2 separate regions of the Sus scrofa genome follow, and region 2 is linked to region 1. Evidence: chromatin contacts called from public Hi-C data. All regions are on one chromosome and are shown on one strand. Each heading gives the region's core, a stretch centred on a gene start, on an enhancer-like site or on the middle of the called end of the contact. The rest is flanking DNA. Distances are from core to core; before and after follow the strand shown. Region 1 overlaps ACSS3 (acyl-CoA synthetase short-chain family member 3, mitochondrial). Region 2 overlaps LIN7A (protein lin-7 homolog A).

What was found. A called contact is a pair of places that touch in the nucleus more often than the background predicts.
Region 2: a contact with region 1 is called in a Hi-C map of liver, with 4 times the contacts expected there. The contact joins two enhancer-like sites. A contact is called at or near these places in 3 of 47 Hi-C or Micro-C datasets (embryonic fibroblasts and liver).

What each region holds. Positions count from the first base shown.
Region 1 is chr5:100,284,006-100,287,218 of Sscrofa11.1, reverse strand. All of the region lies in intron 13 of ACSS3 (acyl-CoA synthetase short-chain family member 3, mitochondrial), which reads left to right. Among named protein-coding and RNA genes, the nearest start is that of ACSS3, 140 kb to the left of the region's middle. Within about 2 kb of position 1,573, at least 15 of the 83 cell types and tissues checked have an H3K27ac peak or open chromatin away from gene starts, as enhancers often do. A contact at or near this core is called in liver, where this site is marked.
Region 2 is chr5:100,609,687-100,612,895 of Sscrofa11.1, reverse strand. The region is part of intron 1 of LIN7A (protein lin-7 homolog A); the gene reads right to left. Among named protein-coding and RNA genes, the nearest start is that of LIN7A, 78 kb to the right of the region's middle. Within about 2 kb of position 1,920, at least 5 of the 83 cell types and tissues checked have an H3K27ac peak or open chromatin away from gene starts, as enhancers often do. A contact at or near this core is called in liver, where this site is marked.

The sequences.
Region 1 (3,213 bases), core at 324-2,823:
GTTCCTAGTTGGATTCGTTAACCGCTGTGCCACGATGGGAACTCCTGAAACTTTGACATCATAAGGAATTGTGTTGTGTATTTTACTTGTGATTTAAAATCCTCTCTGCCCTTAGGGAAAACCAGCCAGCATTTTCCCACCAAATTCTAAAAACACTAAGGCTCAGGATGCAAACATGGTGAAATTGAAATAGCAAGGTGAAAGAATGGCACACCAGAAGTTCTGATGTTCAGTTTCGTTAGTTAAAATTATGGTCACACTGGATAGGTCACACAATATTCTGATATGTAAATATTGAACGCCTACCTTGGCAGTTTAAAAATTGAGGTATAGCGGCTCACAGCACGAGTGAACAACGCTTTAGTGAGTGGGCTTTGACCGTTAATCCTCTGGTTAGCTGTGTACACGTGCTTTTTACCCTACTCTAAGGGGAGACTGAGTTGGGATTAAAAGATTGGACTGACCGAGACGTGCTTTTTACCCTACTCTAAGGGGACTGAGTTGGGATTAAAAGATTGGACTGACCGAGACGTGCTTTTTACCCTACTCTAAGGGGAGACTGAGTTGGGATTAAAAGATTGGACTGACCGAGTCTGGGACCTCCCTGCCGCAGACCAGGTTCTCTGCCGTGGGCTCGTGATGGACAGACAGCCCTCCCTGCCAGAAGCCCAGCTCTGGCAAGAAAGTGTGTCTCCATCCTGCACACATGGGCTGAGACGTAAACAAGACCTTAAAAAGGGGAGAGCTGTGGACGCCGTTCCGAGAGCTGACCCGAAGCAGGGAGAGAAGGTGGTGGTTTATGGTCTGCGTAGGATGCGTTTCGTAGGTTTTGAGTCAGGCCCAATTTCAGCGAAGAGGGCCTGGACACCTCTCCTCGGCAATGAAGCCGGTGGCACATACAGGACCAGAGTATCCATTTATTGGCCATGCACTATCCCTAGCACGGTAGGAGCCAAAAGCTGCACGGAGGGCAGCTCTGAATGATTGCTTTGCGGCTGATGCTGACTAGAGGATTAGGGGCGATGCTGAGTTAGGGGCATTGGGGGGTAGGACACTGGGTTTGACCCCAATGTCTGGCAGGTCACTGAGTCTTCTAGGAGGTCAGAGAAAAGAAAGCTCATTTTCAGCTTGGCTTCATCTAAAAAAAAATAATAATAAGTTTTTCATCTGGGATGGAAAGTTTGGGCTTTTTGATAGCAGGTCCCTGATTGTGTTGGTTTTTCTCCTCCCTCTCTGAGGACTGTGCCTTTTCAGTTGAGTCTGTTAGCGTTTCTTTTCTTATATCGTCATTGCATGTGGTCGTCTTTGACTTTGATCTTTTCTTTTCACAACTTTCTCCTCAGACAATTTCATCCGTGCTATAGGTCCATTACTCTCCTCATTAATGGCATTCCGATCTCCAGATTAAGGCTCTTCTCACATCCAGTTGCCTCGACCTGGATGTCTGAGAGAGACGTCCCTGGAGTATCTCCAACTCAATACAGGCTCGTTTCTCGCAAGCCTCGCCCTCACTCTCGGTCTCTGGCTTAGAAAATGATACCACCATCCAACCAGCTGCTCAAGCCAAAAACCACAGAGTCACATGTAACCCCTCTGACTTCTTGCTTCATATCCAGCTTAACCAGTTTTCCTCAGTGTGTCTCTAAAGAAACACTGTGATCTTTTTATACCCGCGACCGTAACCTCAGTGCCCTGTGGGCAGCCTCGGCAGCGGTTTCCCTGCAAAAACCGTGACACTCACCCTCGCTGACCCTCTGTTTATTCTTCACCGTGAAACCGAAGTCCGTCTGTGTGTTTCGCGTCCATTCTGAAGTGAGAGAGGCCATCTGTGACGACCACAGACTGTGTGACTCCAGCTAGAGTAACAGCAGAGGACTTTGGAGATAGTAGAAAAACTCAGTGGTTGCCAGAAGTTCCCAGGAGGTCAGGGGTGAATAGGCAGAGCACAGGGGATTTTTAGGGCAGGGCAACTATTCTGTGAAATTCTGTCTTCATGGACACGTGGCATGAGACCCAGAGAGAATGCAACACCGAGAGGGACGTCTCATGTCACCTATGGATGATGGGTGATAATGATGTGTCCCAGTGGCCATCGTTGTCATGACTGTACCTCTAAGGCGAGGGTTCTCGTTGGGGGAGGCTGTGGGTAAGTGGGGGAGAGAGATACATGGGAACCCCTTCCTTGCTGCTCAGTTTTTCTGTGACTCTAAAACGACTCTAAAAACATCCGTTCTAATCTCGCATCCCCTCCTTTCCTCTCGAAAGGGCTTTATGAGCTCCCCAGTGCCACCTTGGCATAGTCCTTCTCCACCTCTGCCGCTTCATTTCCTCTTGCCCCCTTGGCTCTCTGGCTCTCTGCTGCTCTCATTTAAATGTGAACACTACAGGCCCGGTCTTGCCAAGGGGCCTGCGCCCTCCTCCGTGCCTCACCCCTGTCTCCAGACCCTTTAGACCCGAGCGCGTTGTCAGTTCGTCCGGGAAGGCTGCCCTGAGAATCACGTTCTTCTGCCAAGTTGATGGCTTTTGCTCTCGTGTTAAAAACCCAAGTTATTTCCCCAGAGCCTCTACCACTGTTATATTGAGATATTTAGAATAATTATTCATGGTTATTTATTAATACCCCCCTCCCCTCCCCGGCTGTAAGCACCACAAGACAGGACTCAGCCTGTCTTTGCTCACCACGCAGCCTAGCATTAACTCTGGAGGTTGGAAAATCAGAGATATTTAGGAAACGTTTGCTGGATTAGTGAATGGGAGGAGAAAGAAGGATTGGCAGACGAGCTGATTGTGACATGCGTTCACTCTCTTCTCCAGCCACCAAAATATACATTAATCTCTCAGAAAAGGACTTTGACCTTTTTTTGGGGGGGCTGGGGAGAGGCTGCACCTGTGGCATGTGGAAGTTCCCAGGCTAGGAGTCAAATCAGAACTACAGCTGCTGGTCTACACCACAGCCACAGCCACAGCCACAGCCACGCCAGATCCGAGCTGCATCTTTGACGTGAGCTGCAGCTTGCGGCAACACTGGATGCTTACCCACTGAGACCACTGAGAGAGGCTGGGGATTGAACCCACATCATCATGGAAACTAGTCAGGTTCTTAGCCAGCTAAGCCACAGCAGGAACTCCCTCACCATTTTTAAAAGTCCCATCACAGGACAAAAAAAAAAAAAAAAAAAAAATTAACCCTAAGCTTCCGTATTTCATGTGGTC
Region 2 (3,209 bases), core at 671-3,170, 330 kb before region 1:
GGGGTTGGGATTGACATATACACACAACTATATATAGAACAGAGAGCTAACAAGGACCTGCATTATAGCACAGGATAATCTACTCAATACTGTGTAATAACCTATATGGAAAAAGAATCTGAAAAGGAATGGATATGTGTATATGTATAGCTGATTTACTTTGCTGTACACCCAAAACTAACACAACTTCATAAGTCAACTATATGCCAATAATTTTTTTTTTTTAAATTGCTTTGGCAGTGATGTGCTGAAGCCAGCTCACCCTGGCTCACAAGAACCAATTGTTAAGCTTGCAGAAATTTTGTGAGCTAATTATTATATATACCCACCACTGAAATTTAAATTATGAAAGCTTGCAACAAACTAAACTATGTTAAAAATTAAAGTGATAAAAAAAACCCCACTGAATTTGAAGATTGAAAACAAATGTGACATTTGAGGGGATTAAACACTCTGGCCCACCCTCGCACATGTTAGCCTCTGCTCACCGGCTCTACTTATTGCCTCAGTACCCCCAGGGAAGAAAGACCCATCTGCTCATGGCTTGGTCAGCACCCAGGAAGTGCATTAGGCCATGCTTTTACCAGGGTTACTGACTGTCTCTGAAAGGTTAGGGGCAATGAGACACATCTACTCTTTCAGCACATGTCACAGAAACTCAGGCAGTGGTTACCTGTCTGGAGATGTAGCTGGTCTTCTGGTTCTCTATTCTACCTTCTTAAATCAAGACTGACATCTCAGATTCAGACGTGAGGAAAAGGGGCGTTCACTTAGCTATCTGAGCCCAAACTTCACTCTCCAATCTGTATTTGACCAGAACAAAACTGCATTAGAGAGCAGCTGGGTGCTTTCCATGCTAATAGTGGTCGTTGGCTTCCTATTGAGATATCAGCCATTCACCTTGGTAAACCTCCCGAGACGAAGGATGGAGGGGATCTGAGGGGTGCTCCTGGACCACGGGCTGTGATGCCATCTTAATCACTCTCACAGCCACACATGCATTTCCAAGCTCAACTCCATAACTCAGATTTTTTGCTGCGATGTGACACAAGCCACTTGTACCTTAAAGGACCTTAAGTAGACTACAGCAGTAGAAAAGCTGAGTTGAGAGAGTTCCCATTGTGGCACAGTGGAAACAAATCCAGCTAGTATCTGTGAGAATACAGGTTTGATCCCTGGCCTTGCTTAGTGGGTTGGGGATCCTGCATTGCCGTGAGCTGCGGTGTAGGTCGCAGATACGGCTCAGATCCTACATTGCTGTGGCTGTGATGCCGGCTGGAAATGGTAGCTCTACTTCAACCCCTAGCCTGGGAATTGCCATAGGCTGTGGGTGTGGCCCTAAAAAGACAAAAAAAAAAAAAAAAAAAAAAAAAGAAGAGAAAAGCTGAGTTGAAATGGTCCATAATTTGTGACCTAACTTGTGTCTTGAGGTGAATTTATCAAAAGGGCATTACTAGACTGAAGGAAGGTAGAGTCTCAAGTGGCAAGTGATTACCAATGCTGAGGTAAAGAATATTTTGAACAAATTGATGTCTTGAAATATACATCCACCTACCTAGCCTAGTAACAAAGGAACAAGGAAGGAGAACTTTTTCTAAAATGCTGTCCATGGGTTAATTCTAATGAGAAGGCCCATTAGGAAAAGCTCCCCAGCACTCCACCCCCCAAACGATGTGGCAGGGATGAGAGGACCCTCAGGAGGTTAATCTGGGACCACTCCCCAAAGAGGATTAAATGCCCCTCATGTCTGATGGTAGATGGCACATCCTTTCTTTTCCTTTCTCTGTCTTTTTTTTTCCCCACTTCTGCAGAAACGCAATCGGGAGGCATCAGAACGACGGGCATGTTACCCACCACAGTCTTCAGAAACTCCAGCAATGTAACCATGTCTGGAAGTTGGTTATCTCACTTTTCAAGTGAGTTAAAGTCATTCTGCCACGTCCTTAAATTTTCCAAAGGGAAGAGGAAACACTCTGTTCAGTTTTCTAGTTTCACAACCACTTATAATTATTCTGTAATAAAAAGCAGAACTATCAGTTGTGAAACTACAAACTAAAGAATGACTATAATTTTTGAAACTGTGCCATTAACCATTAATTTCTCTCCTTATTTTTATAGTTGGTTTACATTTCCTAGTGGGTTCGTAACACGTATAACTTTTGTAAGGTAGTACAAATTAGGTACTATTTACAGGTTACTTAATAACTGCAAGGAAAAAATGAGATCACAAATAGTGGCGCATTGCCACAGGATCCACATGGCAGGTGGCCAAGCCACCAGGGAGAAATCTCTTTCCCTATGGTTGTCAAAAAAAGAATTCCCTGAAGGCAGCTGTCCCCATCCTGTCATTTTTACACAGCCAGAGTCCCCTGTAACAGGAACTGCCTGAGCAAAATTTTTGGGAAGATGTCATTTGCAATTAGTACAGCACCATTCAAACGGGCTAGATTATCTCTATTCACTTATTTTGAAAATTCAAACAAGGTTTGGGGCTTAAAATCTGTTTCTTTTTATGACTGAATTAAGACTCTGTGAAATTTCACGAAGGAGCCCAAGTTCTAGGATACTGGCTCAGTAGGGCTGAAATCGTCCAGTGTGCTTAAATGTTTGCAAGAGTTGTAAAATCAATTTCTACTTCCTAAAATTGGTATTTATCAGGAAAATGAACTAATCATTTGGGATCAATTAAATGCACATTGTTACTGTCATATGAATCATAGCAGCTCATCAAATGAACAGTAAAGAAAAAATTTAACTCGGCATGAACCAACCTGATTATTCAGTTGACTGAATTAAAATTATTATAGCTAATAATAAAGCTGCCAGAGGTAACAGTAAAAATACAGGATGCCCAAATAAAGTGGAATTTCAGATAAACAATGAATAAATTTTTAGTTTGAGTATGTCTTGGGCAATATTTAAGAGTTCATAGGTGGGTTATGGTTGAAAAGGAGACTATTATAGTTTGGCAGGCAAGAGATGTTGGATGTAATTCAGATCAGAATGGTGAATACGATTGAGGATTAAACTGGACAGAATTTGGTGCTGGTCGTCTCTGGGTGAGAAACGATGGAAAGAGGTCTCGTTTGGTGGTGTGGGCAGGGATGCATGCAGGATGGTGAGTTGAGGTCATGGTGTGATCTCCAAGGCATGTTCAGCAGACAGCTAGATATGTAGGTCTGAAGATCAGAGGAAAGTATACGGGCTGA